Regions from separate parts of the Mus musculus genome. Here regions 1 and 2 are each linked to region 3. Evidence: chromatin contacts called from public Hi-C and HiChIP or PLAC-seq data. All regions are on one chromosome and are shown on one strand. The core of a region is the stretch at or near the end of the contact, and the rest is flanking DNA. Distances in the headings are between cores, read along the strand shown.

Evidence for each region. Hi-C and Micro-C count contacts between places; a contact is called where the count stands out from the background. HiChIP or PLAC-seq counts read pairs in DNA pulled down with a chosen protein or histone mark.
Region 1: a Hi-C map of liver shows a contact between it and region 3, with 2.0 times the contacts expected there. The contact joins two enhancer-like sites. A contact is called at or near these places in 2 of 39 promoter capture datasets (the C10 cell line and stem cell-derived epiblast-like cells), 2 of 15 datasets of contacts at CTCF or cohesin (pro-B cells and stem cell-derived epiblast-like cells), 13 of 484 Hi-C or Micro-C datasets (the AML12 cell line, B cells, CD4 T cells and 10 more), 3 of 115 datasets of contacts at active chromatin or transcription factors (embryonic stem cells, intestinal villus epithelium and pancreatic cancer cells) and 3 of 9 other capture datasets (adipose tissue, embryonic stem cells and liver).
Region 2: a FOXA1 HiChIP or PLAC-seq map of pancreatic cancer cells shows a contact between it and region 3. The contact joins two enhancer-like sites. A contact is called at or near these places in 1 of 115 datasets of contacts at active chromatin or transcription factors (pancreatic cancer cells) and 1 of 9 other capture datasets (liver).

What each region holds. Positions count from the first base shown.
Region 1 is chr3:108,475,667-108,478,366 of GRCm38.p6, reverse strand. The region is part of intron 7 of Elapor1 (endosome-lysosome associated apoptosis and autophagy regulator 1); the gene reads left to right. Among named protein-coding and RNA genes, the nearest start is that of Gm23336, 21 kb to the left of the region's middle. Within about 2 kb of position 1,311, at least 35 of the 459 cell types and tissues checked have an H3K27ac peak or open chromatin away from gene starts, as enhancers often do. A contact at or near this core is called in the AML12 cell line and liver, where this site is marked.
Region 2 is chr3:108,861,924-108,864,638 of GRCm38.p6, reverse strand. Fndc7 (fibronectin type III domain containing 7) reads left to right here. Exons shown (of 13, transcript NM_177091.5): 10 at 1,652-1,912. Among named protein-coding and RNA genes, the nearest start is that of Stxbp3, 23 kb to the right of the region's middle. Within about 2 kb of position 1,393, at least 40 of the 459 cell types and tissues checked have an H3K27ac peak or open chromatin away from gene starts, as enhancers often do. A contact at or near this core is called in pancreatic cancer cells, where this site is marked.
Region 3 is chr3:108,639,926-108,642,654 of GRCm38.p6, reverse strand. All of the region lies in intron 13 of Wdr47 (WD repeat domain 47), which reads right to left. Among named protein-coding and RNA genes, the nearest start is that of Clcc1, 13 kb to the left of the region's middle. Within about 2 kb of position 1,419, at least 11 of the 459 cell types and tissues checked have an H3K27ac peak or open chromatin away from gene starts, as enhancers often do. A contact at or near this core is called in the AML12 cell line, liver and pancreatic cancer cells, where this site is marked.

The sequences.
Region 1 (2,700 bases), core at 62-2,561, 160 kb after region 3:
ACCATGTCTCTACATCTTTACCTCCAAAATAGAAGTGATGATGATCATGTCCACCATACACTGTTACCACAGGGATTGGCTAATGCAGGAAAGGATCCAGAAATGGGCCTGGTATTTTGTAATTGCTTTTTTTGGTTTTTGTTCATTATGTTTTGTTCTTTGAGACAGGGTTTTTCTGTGTAGACCTGGCTGTTACGGAACTCACTCTGTAGACCAGGCTGGTCTCGAACTCACAGAGATCCACTTGCCCCTGCCTCCTGAGTGCTGTGTAATCACTGTTTTAAACAATGTTTCTTGCAGTGTTGGGGATAGATCCCAGAGTCCTTGCACATGTTAGGCCAGCTCTCCTCTGCGGAGCTTCAGCTCTAGCCTAAGCACTAAGTACTATTACACTTATTTGTTTTATTGTGTATGTGTGTGTGTATGTGTGGGTTCATGCATGAACATGTGTGCATGTGAACAACTTGCAGGAAGGAGTCAGGTGGTTAGGCTTGGTGGCAAGGACCTTTACCCACTGAGCCATCCTGTTCACCTTATCCCTTCAGCATTAGTTTTGTTTTACTTTTTTTTAAAAAAAGATCTATTTATTTATTATATGTAAGTACACTGTAGCTGTCTTCAGACACTTTTTCTTCTCTCTCCCTGGCCCTGCTCACTCCGGCCGTAGAGTTAGTTTTACTAATTCACTTTCTTTTAATGAAGGCCTGTCCAGATACCCCTCTTACAGGATGAAAATGTTCTCGGTATAGTTTACAATAATAGCTCACTTGTACAGAAGTTTACACTCAATACAACATTGTCTCATTTATGACTCAAAGCGTGGTGTGGGAGTGAGCCCTCCATTTACAAATGAAAGGTAGGTTCCGAGAAGACCTCAGCATCTGAGCTGCTATGAGCTGTGCCCTTATGTGTGCTGGGGTCCTGTGCCTGCTGAGGAAATGTTTTCCTTTGATAAAATGGGCCCCAGAGAGAACACTGGACTAGAAGGGGGGCCAGATCGGCAGGAGAAGGTAGGTACAGAGGAAGCACCCCGGGCCCTGAGATCAACGTCGTCTTACATGTTTTCCCACGAGCGTTCCTCCTCAACCCACATTCAATCCCTCGCCTTACCAAACATCTAGGTGACTTTTTCACACTTGACCAATGCCCAACTTAAGCCTCTTGGTTTAAACCCGTGCTTGGAAAGTGAGGTCTGTCTGAACATTGCAGTTAATCATTTATTAAAGCCATTTTCACAGTGGTCTGTGTGTAAACAGCTGGACCATTTCTGCTAAAACTTAGACCTAGGGTGTCAGGTTAAGCAAATGTTTAACTAGCAGAACAAAGGTCTTTGTGCCAAATACATTTTCTAACACTTAACTTCTGCTCTGCCAGACCTGATCCACAAGGCCCTGGGAACTGGCACGTGTTCAGCACCTCTCTCCCCACCCCCAAATCTCTCCTGGCCAAGTCAGTCACCAACCGGAGTTTCTAGTTCCCTCTCTGAGGAATTGAACCTCCTGCCTTTATTACTGAATAAAGGCGCTGAGCCGATTCCAGCTGTTTCCCAACACTTCCTTCTTGCCCAGCCTAATAAGACAGGGACAGAGAGATGGGGAGATATTCAGTCTCTGAGCTCCCAGTACAGGCCAACAAGGCATCTTTAGAGTCTCTGACAGAGGAAGTCATCTGGGAAAGGGATGGAACCTATTAAGAAGTAAAGTCACTAGAAAGGAGGTGAAGAAACACATAATCTATTAAATCTCCCTGGACAGTTCTCAAATAAAAAGAATATGCAAGCTTGCAGGCAAATAATAGTGACTGCATTTCTTTTTTTTCTTTTTTCTTCTTCTTTTTTTTTTTTTTTTTTTTTTTTTTTTTTTGCTTTTTTCGAGACAGGATTTCTCTGTATAGCCCTGGTTGTCCTGGAACTCGCTTTGTAAACCAGGCTGGCCTCGAACTCCGAAAAGGATTTATTTTGGCTTTTGAGACATTTGTGGTCCTGGCTACCCTGGAACTCACTATGTAGACCAGGCTAGCCTGGTCTGAACCCAGATTGGTCTGCCTTTGCTTCCTGGGTGCTGGGATGAAAGTTGTGCACCACCACACCCTTTATATGTGTATGCATGATGTCATACACTTGTTTTCCTAGTACCTAAGGCAGTAAGATTAGGAGTTCCAGGTTAGCACAGGCTATGGGGTGGGCTATAGTTGTCTCTAACATCAAAACAAAAGAAAAATATGACATCCATTGCTTTGAGGAGGAGGAGGGTTCATTAGTTCTTCTGTAAAGGTCCACGGTATTGAAGCAACATTATATCATTATAAGGGTAACACAAAAAGCCTGATAAAATGGCTAAGGACATGGGGTTCAGTGGTAAAACATGCCTGGAGCCCAGGGTTCAAACCCCAGTGCTCCCCAAGTGGGAGAAAAGTAACTGGGTGAGAGTCAGCACTAGGATGCTGAGGCTGAGGCGAGGCAGAGGCAGCTTCATCTTGAGTTCATGGCAATTCCAACTTTATCTGTGTGGGGTGGTCTCATGGAGAAGGGGAAGTAACAGATGGCCTTCTTCACGTTTGTCATAGGCAAGAGAACTCTCAGACGAGGTCTAAGGATGGGGCCTGGAGAGATCGCTCAAAGGCTAAGAACACTGGCTTCTCTTCCAAGAGATCCTGGTTTGATTCCAGAACCCACATGGCTCACTAACTCCAGTTCTAGGG
Region 2 (2,715 bases), core at 144-2,643, 220 kb before region 3:
CAGAAACCCTGTTTAGAAAAATCCAAAACCTAACACCAAAACAAAACAAACAACATCAACAAAAACACCACTACCAACAACAACCTTCAGGAGCTAAGTGACTGGTCCAACAGTAAGATTGTCCACTGTTCCTCCAGAGGGCTTAATTTCAGCAGCCAGCACCCATGCCAGGCAGCTCCTGACACAACTCCAAGAGTATGCCCTCTTCCAGCCTCATCAGGAATTGCATCCACATGCACAGCATATACATACCCAGAGAGAGAGTTAAAAATAAGTAAACAAACAATGAAATTACTTTTTAAAAATGACAGGAAGGGTTGATTTCAGTTCATGGGAGCGGCACACAGTGTCTGAACTCAGGAACCCAATAGTTGAGTGATTGTCTGCAGCCCGGGACCCCCATCTGATGGTATGTTACCATCCACTTTTAGGGTGGTCTTCCCACCTCACTTAACATAATCTAGATATTCCTTTACAGACTTTTCCAGAAGGTAGCTTTAGATAATCTGTCACAGGCTTGCCTGTGGGCTTGTCTCATGGATGCTTCTAGATCTGATCAAGTTGACAGTGTCAACCAACCATACCAGGCTCCTGTCTGGCATCCCAGAACTCAGAAAGCTGAGACAAAAAGGTTCACCAGATAGCCATGATTTCAAAGCCAGTCTGGACTATACAGCGAGTCAGACCCTGTCTCAAACTGACTCTCAAATAATTAACAGTGTTAATCAATATTGGTGAGCATAGTGGTATACTCGCAGAATCCCAGCACTTGAGACTAAGCAAGAAGATGAATTTAAGGGCTAGCCTGGGATATATCAGAATAGTCCATCTCAAACCAATATATATATATATATATAGAGAGAGAGAGAGAGAGAGAAGGAGAGGGAGAGGGAGAGAGAGACAGAGAGAAAGACACACAGAGAGAGACAGAGAGAGAGACAGAGAGAGACAGAGACAGAGAGAGACAGAGACATAGAGACAGAGAGACAGAGAGACAGAGAGAGACAGAGACAAAGAAATCATGCACAAACCAAGTGAGTCTGATTATCTCTCACAACTTAAAAGATTATACAATATGATCTTTATTTTAGCTAATGAGCATTCCACCAACTGGTATCCTGATTAGCACCTAATGTGTGGCCTACTTAAAATATTTGGAAGACAGGATCAAAAGTGTACCTAATCACTCGGCACGGTGAAGCATGAACCAGAGAAGCAGTGCTACTTGGCTCACCACCGCCGTTTCTTTTTCAGCTAATAGTGAGCACAATGAGTTATATTTAAACTTAGTGCCACTAAAGTCAAATAAAATCGGGCATTGTATTATAACTTGGTGGGATCGTGAACGTTTGACTCATAGTTTGAGTCACGAGCAGGGCAGCGTCTCTCTGCCAACTGTAGACCTTTGATTCACCAGTGTTCTATATTAAAAGCCCCATACCCCTCCCTACCCACACATGAATCTCTGATCGTGTGGCTCAGCAGGGAAAGAACATCTGCATCCCTTCAAACCTTGCTCTGTTCTAACTAGGAATTAATCATTCTGTGCAGAAGATTCTACTTGTCATCTTTCTCCTCTGGGGTAATTGTAAATATGACCATGCTTGTATGATGGTGGGGTAAATAATTCTATATTTCTTTTTTCCTATAGGTGTCTGTTGCCCACTGGGGGTCAAATTATATAGGCTGGGCCCTAATGGCATCCGGATCTACTGGCGAGCCTCCAGGGGCGCTGCCAATTATAGCACCGACCTCTATGGTTCCAAAGGCATCTTTACATGTGCCCCACATGCCGGTCTAAGTTTCTGTGACATCACCAACATCCCCTGTGGGGACGTTTACACCGTGATGGTCTCACCAGTTGCTGAAACAGGACTGAAGCTTACTTTCTGCCCAAAAAAAATATACTCAGGTAAAGGCAGTTAGGACCTTAATTTAAAACCAACCTTGGAGCCGGGCATGGTGGCGCATGCCTTTAATCCCAGCACTTGAGAGGCAGAGGCAGGCGGATTTCTGAGTTCGAGGCCAGCCTGGTCTACAGAGTTCCAGGATAGCCAGGGCTATACAGAGAGACCCTGTCTCAAAAAAAAAAAAAAAAAAAAAAAAGTCAAGTTCTCACAGACCTGGCCCCAGGCCAATCTGCTGATGAAAAATCCTCAATCGAGGTTTCTCCTTTCCAGATGATGTAGACTGGCTCAAGTTGACTATAAAAACTAACCAGTATAGTGACTTTTAAAAGTGCTTGCCAGGCAAGCTTGATGACCTGAGTTCAATCCCTAGAACCCACATTAGTTAGGGTTTCTATTGCTGTGATTTAACACCATAACCCAGGGCAATGTGTGAAGGAAAAGGGTTTGTTTGCTTCTTCTTCCATTACTGAGGGAAGTTAGAACAAGAGCTCACTTGGGGCGGAAACCTGGAGGCAGCAGCTGGGGCAGAGAGCACAGAGGAGTGCTGTTTACTGGCTTGCTCTCCCGTGGCTCGCTCTCCTGTGGCTCGCTCTCCCATGGCCCACTAAGCCTGCTTTCTTATAGAACCAGCTCAGGGGCTGCACCACCCACAATGGCCTGCACCCTCCCACATCAATCACTAATCAAGAAAATGCCTTACAAGCTTACCTACAGCCCCAGCTTACGGAGGCATTTTTTTTTTTTCAACTGAGTTTCCCTCCTCTTAAGTGACTCCAGCTTGTGTCAAGTTGACAGAAAACTAACC
Region 3 (2,729 bases), core at 170-2,669:
ATCTGAAGGATATAGCCCTAACTTTACCATGTATTCTCAACGGGGATATTCATAACCCCCAAAACAAAAAAAGATGGTGGTTAAAAAAAATGCTAACAAACCTTGTGGATCTAAGCAAATGTTATTATTTAGCATTTAGTTTCCCTTGTTAGGATAAAGATTTGATTTTTCTTCTTAAAGAAGAGCAATCATAAAAATAAGATTGAAGCCAGGCAGTGGTGGCACACGCCTTTAGTCCCAGCACTTGGGAGTCAGAGGCAGGCGGATTTCTGAGTTCGAGGCCAGCCTGGTCTACAGAGTGAGTTCCAGGACAGCCAGGGCTATACAGAGAAACCTTGTCTCAATAAATAAATAAATAAATAAATAAGATTGAAGAGTTGTACTCAATACCCAAGTAGTTCAAGTAGTCTCTGGAAATTGCACAGAAATAAAAGGATATAAATTAAAACTTGAAAAACGGTAAACAGCATAAATAATGGTGTACATGAATGTCCAAACATAAACACATCTATGTAAACTAAGATAATCTTTTCTTGAAACTTTGGGAGAAAAAAAAGAAAATATTATTGGCTGGAAGAGTTACATAAGTAAACATTTAAATGAAAACCATATAAAAGCTGAAAGGCTCGAGTAGTAAAAGGAAGAAAACAATTGGAGCTGAGACATGACAGGCAGGCTAGGGCCAGACCGCTAAGCACCTTGCACTCCATTCTAAGGGGTAGGATCAGCGAAGCACCTCTGCAAGTTTCTAAGCAAGAGAACTGAATGATACACGATTAATCTAAGCAAAAATGTGTACATAATTAAAATAGATTATTATAAAAGGAGAAAAAAGCAAATAATGAGGGAATCAGGGCTGAATGAAAAACTAAAGGATAAACAATATCGGAAGATAGCTACTTGACTGGGTCTTTAAAAAGTATAAATGGGTACTAGAAATCAAATAAAACAGCTCTCTGCAGACTAGTATCTAGTCATTTAACAACTCACTTAAATGCCTGACCTCAGTTGCATGAGAAAAAAAAAATTAGAATGAGCCATTGTAGTAAATAAATGATCAAAATAGGAAAAGCTGGTCCAAGCAGAGCACAGCAGGTGAAAGTGCTTGCTAGGAAGCCGGACGACCTGAGTAGATTCCTGAAACCCACATGGTGGAAGGAGAGAACTGACTCTCTCTAAACTTGTCCTTGACCTCCAGGAGATCATATACACCGGCACCCCCCACATACATACATACAAACACACACACAAAGTAAATATCATCCACTACGACTTTTTATTAGAAAAGCTGAGGACCAAGGGTATGACTTAGTGAGAAAGTGAAAGACCTGAGTTTAGATCCCTGGTGCCATGGGACTGCAAGGCCAGGCATGCACATGTGTGACCTTGAGCTGATGGTGGAGGCAGGCTCGCTGGCAGGCCAGTCAGGCAGGCATGGCAAGCTCCAGAGTCAATAAGAGATCTTCAAAAAATAACAGTCATAAGGTGGCGAGTAATAGATGAGTCACCTGATGCTAACTGACCTTTGGTCTCCACATGCATACACAGTGCAAGCGCATCTGCACACATGTGAGCACACAGACACTACATATATAAACATGCACAAAAGAATTAGGGAAAATGAGAAGAGCTAACACACAGGAAAACTATAAAAATTTGAGTTTAAATATAAAAATATTTATTGTGCCAAATTTCAGTTTATTTCTTTAAAAAGCTAATGATTAATTCAGTTGTCCCTTGGGCCAGGCACTTTACAGAAGGTGGTTTATCTATTCTGAAACATGAAGCAGATATGATCACTTAATATGTATTATAAGAGGCAAGCGATTAATAAGGATAAACATTTTAAACAGATATTAAGAGTTCTGTGACAGAACATAGTGGTGAGTTCAGAATTAGAGCAGTCAAAGGAGGCTTCTTCCGGTAACGAGGAGATGCTGAACTGAAGCCTAGAGATAAGGAAAAAGCCTGGGAAAGAGACGACAAAAGGACGAACACGCATGCGGCAGAAGCAGCATGAATCACGGAAAATCTTGGAAGGTTACAAAAAAGGAAAACAAACCAAACGTCCGAACTAAGACTAAGGGGGCATGATGCCAGGTCAGGCTGGAACCTGAAATTACCTCTCCCCTCTCCTACAGCTTCATGTTTTGAATACTTTTGGGAGGCTATGACATATTTAGGAGGTGGGGCCTGGCAAGCAGAAGTGGGTCACTAGCATCAGGTGTTGGAAGGTCATGAGAAATGAAGAAGGCCTCTACATATTTAAAAAGAGAACAATCCACCAAGAAGATGCACATTACATTTTCTTTCACCCAAATATCAACAGATTGTTTGTTTTAGGTTTGGATCAAGTCTTGATAGAATAATAGTGGGTGATTTCAGTACCCTACTCATTTCTAAACAAATCATCCAAATGAGAACCCAGCAATGAACATTAGAGATAAACTATCCCTTGCTGGGCAGTGGTGGTGCTCGCCTTTAATCCCAGCACTCAGGAAGCAGAGGCAGGTGGATTTCTGAGTTCAAGGCCAGCCTGGTCTACAAAGTGAGTTCCAGGTCAGCCAGGGCTACACAGAGAAACCCTGTCTTGAAAAACCAAACCAAACCAAAATAACAACAAAGACAACAACAACAAAAACTATCCCATACATACAGTAAATGGACTTAATAGGTATTTAAAGAATGTTCCATTCTACCAAAACGGCCCCCTGAACCCACACTAGATA